3 separate regions of the Mus musculus genome follow, and regions 2 and 3 are each linked to region 1. A link is a contact called in public promoter capture Hi-C data. All regions are on one chromosome and are shown on one strand. Each heading gives the region's core, a stretch centred on a gene start, on an enhancer-like site or on the middle of the called end of the contact. The rest is flanking DNA. Distances are from core to core; before and after follow the strand shown. Region 1 holds the start of Atxn7 (ataxin 7). Region 2 holds the start of Pxk (PX domain containing serine/threonine kinase). Region 3 holds the start of Pdhb (pyruvate dehydrogenase (lipoamide) beta).

Region 1 (2,795 bases), core at 157-2,656:
TGTTAAACTCCCTGCCTGCTTCCTATGCCCATCACTTTGAATTGCCCTTTCCAGAAGGGATCCAGGTTGCTGCCCATTACAGAGAGCCCCTAGAAATGAGATTTCTTCCTAAATGTTCTACCCACCCTCTTCCATCCTCTTCAGCAGAGACCTCAATGTGGCAAGCAGGGAAGGTGGGCTGAAGCAACAAGAAAACTTCCCCAAGGTTGGGTACAAACTCCACCAGGGGGGCTGGACTCACCTTCCCGGCAGAGCCCCATGACTTCGCGGTTTTTCCCAAACTCCTTGAAACTTTCATCCAATTCGGTCCCTAGGAGATATACACACACAGGAGGAGGGGAGAGGCAGGTCAGTGGCTAGGAGTGTGACGCACGCTCACGCACGCTCCGGGTAGGTGTGGGCACCCAGCAGAAGATAGCATCTCTGACCCCCGTGGGGGCGGCCACAGGACACGGCGCGGGGGAGGGGATCGGGGCCAGAGGAGGGGGGCGGGGGGGCGGGGGGAACCAGGAGGCGTGGACACTCACCATCCTTCCCAGGAAGTTTGGAAGCTTCCACCCACAGATTCCACGACTGTCCCAGCATCGCTTCGGGACTGGGCAAGGGCCTGCGCTCCCCAACCGTCGCCATGGCGGCGGCCGAGGTGGTGGTGTCCCCGGTGCCGCCGTCCTCCGCCCGTGGGCGCCGCAGCGGCGGGTGCTGCCGCTGGGGCTGCAGAGGCTGTGGCTGCTGCTGCTGCTGCCGGGCGGCCGCTGCTCCGCCCGCCGCGCGGCGCGGCTCCCCCCTGACGTCATCCGCGGCCCGCTCCGACATTCTTTCCGCTCCTACAATGTAACAAAAAGGGGGAAAAGAGTGGCGCGGGGGCCGCTTTTAAGGAGGCTCCGCGGAGTTCCGGCGGCGTGCGCGGCCCGCAGGCCCGCGGTGCTGTCAGCCCCCGGCCCCTGCCGCCGCCCGCCTCCCCGCCCGGGCGCAAAGTCCGCGGCGCCACCGGCTTTCGCTTTCGCCTCCCGCGGCCCTCGTAGGGCGCCGGCTGCGGCTGCCACTGCGGCGCTGGCCGCCCTGCCGGGCCCGGCTCGGGAGGCCAGCGCCCGGAGCCGAACTGCCGCGACCTCAGGCCTGCCTGCGCCCCGGCCCGCGGCTGCCCACCCTGCGGGCGCTCGCATCCCGGCCCAGCCGGCAGCCCCGCTCCTTCCTTCCGTCCGCGCGTCCGTCCGAGCGGCGGCGCCCGGCCGGCTCCCTTAAGCGGAGGCGCCTCCTGTCGCCTCCTCCCCCTCGCCGGTCCCTCCCTCTCTGCTCGCTCCGGCGAAGTTTGCACGTCAAGCCCCCGGAGTGGAGCCAGGGCGAAGTCGGAAACGCAGCCACCTATGGAAGAGCCTGCCGGTCGGCCCCGGCGCAGTAACGAAAGCGTCGCCCAGGCCCTCCCTCCGGAGCCCCGGGCACCAGCAATTCGCTCTGGGCTCGCGGGAGGCTGCACAGTAGCTGGAGCATGAATGGGAAGCAGCCACTGTGCGGACGCCCAGAAACCAAAGCTGCCAGTGGCAGGTGTGAAAATGCCGCCCAGGTGTTAGCCCAGGCGTCCGCATCGAGCCCCTGCTGCTTGGCCAGCCAGGAACGTGCACTTGAGTGCCCACAACTGAAGGTCACACTGTGTCCTGCGAACTTGAATTTCTTCTCCAGCAAGAAGGAAGCTACAAAATCAGTGTATCACTTTAAAGTTGGGTTGTTAGTCTCTCACTATTTATGGCTGTCTTTCCTAGAATCCGATGAGACCCCCATGGCTTAAGGAATATACCAGACGTTCGTCAGATTTGGATCACAAATTAATAAGCACTAGCACATACAGTCACCCCCTCCCCGACCATCAAACAAGTAAAGCACAGGAGTGGACCACCACAGGGTGCCTTTAGTTCCTATTAAGCTGTTATCTCATTTCAGTAAAGCAGCATCTTTTTAGCCTGCTCAGAGCCTCAGGCTTACAGGTGCCTTCTGGGACTGTATGAAGAGGTGAGCTTTCTCGACTTGCTGCTATTATCTGTTGGCTTTGGGGGGGGGGGCAAATATTTAGTAAGACAGATGTGACCAACATCTCTGTTGAAGTACAAAAAACCTTTCAAATGTTAAAATGAACGCAAAAGTGCATATGAAAATGTTTCCATAATATATTAAAGCCAGGACTTGGAGAAGGGGTTTGACATAGGTGCAAGTTTAAAAGCTTGAGCTGGGTGTGGTATGCACCCAGAGTCCCCAGTGTTTGGGAGGCTGAAGCAAGTGTGCAGCATCGTAATACAGGTGAGACTGAGAAACACAGTAAGAGCTTGTCTTAAATAAATAAAGCAGAAACACAATTTCTGTGAGACACATTTAGAAATGTGTCTATAGGGTCCCCCCCCCCCACTGGATTGCACACCAAGAAATCCAAAAAGGAATCTGCTGAGTGTTTATCAAAGGACAGTTGCTTTTTGAACACTCAGGCTATACACCTACATACAGATTCAACTAACTGAAGTTTGGAATATATTTTCCTTAATTTAAAAACTGAGCCTGGCATGGTGGCACACATCTTTAATCCCAGCACTTGGGAGGCAGAGGCAGGCGGATTTCTGAGTTCAAGGCCAGCCTGGTCTACAGAGTGAGTTCCAGGACATCCAGGGCTATACAGAGAAACCCTGTCTCGAAAAACCCAAAAAATTAAATAAATAAATAAATAAATAAATAAATAAAAATAAATAAATACTGTATCCATGCAGGGCAGTTACATATTTTTTAAAATTTATCTAAATACAATGTAACAACTA
Region 2 (2,795 bases), core at 108-2,607, 5.9 Mb after region 1:
AAAGCTTGGAAGAGAGGAAATTACAGAACCATCCTGGTGTCCATACTGCCTAGGGTAATAGCTACGCAGGAAGGAAGGCTTTCTAGAGGAAGTGGTCTCTGAGCATCCATCTCTTTAGTATTAAATAGACCTAAAACACCCTATGAGGTTATAAGACTTACTTGCCAGTAATCCAGTCAAAAAACATAATTTGAAAGAATTATTATTACCTTCCATAAACATGGCCTTAAATACTCACTTTGCAACAAATTACAAGCGCAACAAACTCATAGATTTTTGGTGCCTTTCATAAGTTTCTACAATAGGACTTAGGATGTTACCTACCATTGGGAGAAAAAGTGCATTTTTTAAAAAAAGACAGTCATTTCTCTAAGTGAGAATAAATGCTTTCAACAATCCTGACCTACAAAGCAAGGCTGTCGGAGAGGTAACAGGGCTCTAAAAAGTCCTGCTTTAATACATCAGAATGAAAGATCTCTTTGACTAGCGAAGAATTTGAACATACACACACAGAAACAGAGATAAACACACAGGGAACGTCAGAAACAAGAGACAGAGACAGCGAGATGGAAAAAGAGACGGCGAGACAAAGAGACAGAGACACAGAAGGCTTTTGTGGGGCTTTAGCCTCCAGATGATGAACCCCCAAACACTGCTTGATAAACAAGACTCTGGGCTGGAATCTGATTTGCTGGCCTGACAAAACATTACAATCTCAGGAATCCCAATCCCACCCCCACCCCATTCATCATTTCCTCGATCAAGTCCTAGAGGCTACAAGCTCCCCGGTTTTTACTGGTTCCTAGGGTTTACTGCTTGTAAATTACAAGACATAGAGCACCTTTCCAAAAGGAAAAAGGGGGGGAAGTACCGGCAAATGAAAGCAAGCGTGGCTTTAAAGCCCCATAAAAGACTGCATGTGGCAGAAATGAACTCGCCTGTGCGTACTACGAGCACCGAGGGCTCCCCTAAGCCACTCCAGGGGGTCTGGGATGCGCGGGCACGCCGCCCCGGCCGCGGCCCGGCAGGAGGGAGGCAGCGGGCTCACACACCTGCCCGGCTCCGGTGCCCGCGCCCTGCCGCGCCGCGCCGCCGTCCGGCCTTCGCCCGGCCCCCGCCCTCGGCCCCGGCCTCCCGCCCCAGCCGCGCACCGTGTGCGACTGCAGACTCTGGCTCGCCTCGACGGCCGCTGTCAGCGGCACCGTGTCGTCCAGCAGCACCTTGCCAGCCGGCGGCTTCTCCATGAAGGCCATCCCGGGCCGCCGCCGCCGCTGCCTCTGAAGCCGGGGCAGGAACCGGAGGCGCCGAGCCCCGCCACCCGCCGCGTCCCGCCGCCGCTGCTGTCAACGCGCACCGCCCCGCGCCCCGCGCGCCGCCGCCGCCCGCGGGTCCTAGCGCCGGTCGTCTCTGCCTGCCGGCTGTCAACACCAGTCTGCCCGACCTCGCTGGGTCCTAGCGCCGTTCTTCACGGCAGGGTAGGTGACTGCTATCGTCGTCCCATGGTTGCAGTCAGAGGCATTATGTCCCTTGCTCTCTTGGCGCCTCCTCGCCCCCGCAGCGTATACTCAGTACTGTGAGCTCCTGGCCTCGGGCGAGGAGCACAAAACTAAACCATTACCACCACATCTCGCACTGCTTCTCTGGACTCTAACAGAACTGAGCTTTTCAGATGAACCGTTCAGAAACTCAGGCTGGTAGATTTGAGACCCTACTGCTCCTAATCACACTTTCCTGCCCAAGGACCTTAGGACTCAGGATATAACAAAAAACAACTTCAGGGTGGCTTCTCAGTCTGAGTTTATAGACCAAACTTTGTAAACCAAATCTGGATTCATGTTTTAAACCTGGATCTTCAGGAGAACCTAGGTGCCACACTCTCATAACTGGATCCCACGGGGTTTAGTTCCTAATCTTTAAACAATAAGCTTTAAGACAGAGGTGGAAAAATAAAATAAAATAACTGATGCAAAGATTTCCCTGCTTGTATGCTTGGTCCTAGCTCACAGTTGAGCTTTAAAGTCTTTGAAACCAAAGAACACTCAGATCTCTTAGACGGTGAGAATATTTGGTCGGTCCTAGAACAGGCTCCAAGAACCTCAAACTCAGAACTATCAAACTTGATGATCAACTTGTCAGTACCAAATCTACCCTGCTCACCTTAACCCAAGACCACAGCCTTCCAGGATAATAATGAAATTAAACTTAGATCAGATGACTAGGACCCTGTTGAGGGTCTGTGTGATCTTGAATAAGTCTCTCTCTCTCTTTCTCACACACACACACACACCACACACACCCTGAGACCTCACTCTTCCATTGGCAAAACTAAGTAAATGCCATGTAGAATGTGTAATAGGAATGCAATTGGACAGGAAGGAACTTTGCACATATTTAAAATCTCAAACAATATGCATTCCATCCTGACAATTCACAGAACAGAGATTTATTTCTGCTTGTTTCCACTGAATTTCTATTATTTTATTCATAGAAACCAAGCTTCTTTGTGCATCCATCACCACTGCGATGACATCATAGCAAAGGTCTAGATTGCTCTTGACGGTTATTCTCTTCAGAGTTCAGGCTTAGAGATTGCTGGGCAACCCCAAGGAGCCAAGTGACACCAGAGTGCCTTCAGGGGCCAATGCTCAGAGGAGACCTGGGGATCTTCTTAATTTAGCCCTAAATCAATGAGACCTCTTCTTGCATCTCATTTTTATTCCTATGTGCTTTAGAGCAGTAATCCACTAAAGCCAAACCATGTGTCACTTTAGGACGGTTCCACTCCTTTCCTCCAT
Region 3 (2,795 bases), core at 77-2,576, 5.8 Mb after region 1:
AGCATAAACCTTTAATCCCAGCACTCAGAAGGCAGTAGCAGGTGGATCTCTGTAAATTCAAGGCCAGCCTAGTCTACAGAGAGAGTTCCAAGACACCCAGGACTACACATAAAAACACTTCCTTGTGAGGAAAAACAAAAACCAAAACCACTTACATTAAAGTTTTTCAAGGCAGGAGAGGGGATTTGAAGTCCTTGTCCCAAACACAAGTTTATATAATTTTTGATAGAAAGACTCATATTGGGGCTGGTGAGATGGCTCAGTGGGTAAGAGCACCCGACTGCTCTTCCAAAGGTCCAGAGTTCAAATCCCAGCAACCACATGGTGGCTCATAACCATCCGTAACGAGATCTGATGCCCTCTTCTGGTATATCTGAAGACAGCTACAGTGTACTTACATATAATAATAAATAAATCTTAAAAAAAAAAAAAAAAAAAAAGAAAGACTCATATTTGATATATCTCACATGGTGACCACCTGATGGCAGCAATGAGGGAGGTTTGGAAGGAGGTGATCCCATACCTCAGTGTCCTTTTACAGTCGATGAGACTGAATGCAGAATATAAAGGCCACATCTAAGTATCTATTCTCAACTGTCTCTTGTCCTGCTAAAGCTATGTTTCAGGCTTCTCCAGTCCCGGTATGCCATCTAAATTCAGCAAGATCAGAACAACCTCCTCACCTCTTCTCGCCTGGATGGAGATAATACAAACAGAAACCACCTAAAAGCACTTATCAAGCACACATCACAGTACTTGGCACACAGTGGACGCTTAGTGCCTACATGAAAGCTATTGTTCACATTCAATTTACAGCGCCCTTCATATAATGGTAGGTTCACCCTCCACTGTTGTGTGTGCAAGATTCACACGTTGCTCAAAGTCCTTCAGTGCCCGCAAAGGGGTGGCTTTACGGTCCTAGCAGCCTCGGTCGGATCAGGCTGCACTGACTCAGTCCCAGCACGTGAGCAGTCAGCAGTCAAGTCTGAGTGTAGGGCGTGTTAGGTGCATGACAGCCTCTGCAAGCGGTCTGCAAAGTTATCTCCAGTGCACCGGGTCAGAGAGGAACAGCAGCCTCACGTCACCTCTGCTGGACCGCGACTCGCTAGGTGGGCGGGGCTCGCAGGCGTCGAAACTAGCCGTTGGCTACGCATGCAGAGGCGGGGCCCAGAGGGCGCGCTCTGCCAAAGCCTGGGGGCGGGGCCTATGAAATAGCGCCTTGCTATTGGCTTCCTCAGGAAGACGGGACTCTCAGTTACCATTCTATTGGCTTTGCCGAACAGAGGTGGGACGTAAAGGTGTCACGCCCTACTATTGGCTGCGTCAGACGGGCTCTGCGGCGCTTCTGTGTTGTCATTCGGCAGCTAGTAGAGGACACGGGCAAGATGGCGGTGGTGGCTGGTCTGGTGCGGGGACCCTTGCGGCAGGTAGGTAGCGGCCCCTAGCGCGTCCACTGTAGGCCCTGTGCCCTTTCTGAACCCTTTTTTCTCTCCCTTCCAGGCTTCCGGGCTGCTGAAGAGGCGTTTTCACCGCTCGGCGCCCGCAGCGGTGCAGGTAACCGGTCCCGACGTCGGGCAAGGCCGGGAGGGAGCCCTGGGGCCCGGGAGCAGGCCTGAGAGATCGGGGTCGTGTCTGCCCCAGGGCCAGGTGGCATCTTGGACCCTGACAGCGGCCGCGTCCTGCGGATGATTCGCGCTGCCTCTGTCCTCGCCCGGTGCCATTCATATTGGTAACCATCCCTTCGAGGCCGGTGGCAGTCGAACAGACAACCACCTGCTTTCCTGACTTTTAATCCCCACCCTGGAGTTGTGGTAAAATGTAGCTTTGAAATCTTATGTGTTCAAATGTGGCATCGAATGAATTCACGGTCTACACTGTCAACTTCCAGAACTTTACACGATAATAATTCACACTCTTTCGGCCGCTGTTGTATTGTACTTTTCTGGCTCTTTTTGAGTTCTTGTTTTAGAGCGTCATATAAGTTGAATCTTTTGTTCTTTTGTGTCTGGCTTATTTAAAAAGGTTCATCCACATTGTAGAATACATTCATCAGAATTTGTTCCTTTGGAACGTTGAATCATATCCTTTGTACGTTTTATTTATACATTCATTTAAGGGTGGTTTGTTTCTATCTTTTGAATTTGTTACGGTGCTGAGAACATTGGCTTGCAGATACATGCTTTTTTTGGCATATATATATCTAGAAGGATTTTATCAGTCTACATTACTGTAGTAGCATAGCAGCACCTGCATTGTGGATGTCAAGTGTTGTGCACTAGTGAACGCTTAATACTTAGTCGTAGTTAGTATCCATAGTTAGACCTTCCTTGCTAGTTCTCTAAGTCTTAGTACTTCAAGTGTATTGGTAAAACAGCCTGGCATGCTTCCTCCGTAGGAAACTGCCTGGGAGCTGGTTTAGCAATCGCTCAGTTTTCTTGCCCGTGCATATGAAGCAGTAGAGCAGAAGTGTTCTGTAAGCTTGTCACTGACGCCTAGTGAAGATTAGTTGGCATAAGTGGTACTTGTTACGTTCTATGTGTGTGAGCATGCACATTGTGGTCAATGTGCAGGGGATCCGTTTCCTCCTTCCGCCATGTAGGAAACTGGAGATGAAACTCAGCAGGCTTGGCCACCTTGCCTCCTCAGATTCTTGGAATGTGGGCTGCCTGCATGAGTGTTAAATTTATGTGTTATGTTGTGGGCAGTGTAGGTAAGTATAAGGAAGGGGGTTTCCATAGTCTCCTGAATAATCCTGTAGCATGTTTTCTGTTTATATACTTGTGACAGTTGACAGT

The links. Promoter capture Hi-C pulls out the DNA fragments that hold promoters and counts their contacts.
Region 2: a contact with region 1 is called in a promoter capture Hi-C map of pre-B cells. The contact joins the promoter of Pxk here to the promoter of Atxn7 in region 1. A contact is called at or near these places in 3 of 39 promoter capture datasets (the HPC-7 cell line, cranial neural crest and pre-B cells).
Region 3: a promoter capture Hi-C map of pre-B cells shows a contact between it and region 1. The contact joins the promoter of Pdhb here to the promoter of Atxn7 in region 1. A contact is called at or near these places in 3 of 39 promoter capture datasets (the HPC-7 cell line, cranial neural crest and pre-B cells).

What each region holds. Positions count from the first base shown.
Region 1 is chr14:14,011,102-14,013,896 of GRCm38.p6, reverse strand. It overlaps Atxn7 (ataxin 7), which reads right to left and starts at 1,406. Exons shown (of 12, transcript NM_139227.4): 1 at 1,147-1,406; 2 at 528-824; 3 at 242-310. The coding sequence starts at 813.
Region 2 is chr14:8,096,773-8,099,567 of GRCm38.p6, reverse strand. It overlaps Pxk (PX domain containing serine/threonine kinase), which reads right to left and starts at 1,357. Exons shown (of 18, transcript NM_145458.4): 1 at 1,152-1,357. The coding sequence starts at 1,253.
Region 3 is chr14:8,171,523-8,174,317 of GRCm38.p6, reverse strand. It overlaps Pdhb (pyruvate dehydrogenase (lipoamide) beta), which reads left to right and starts at 1,326. Exons shown (of 10, transcript NM_024221.3): 1 at 1,326-1,427; 2 at 1,501-1,554; 3 at 2,788-2,795. The coding sequence starts at 1,386.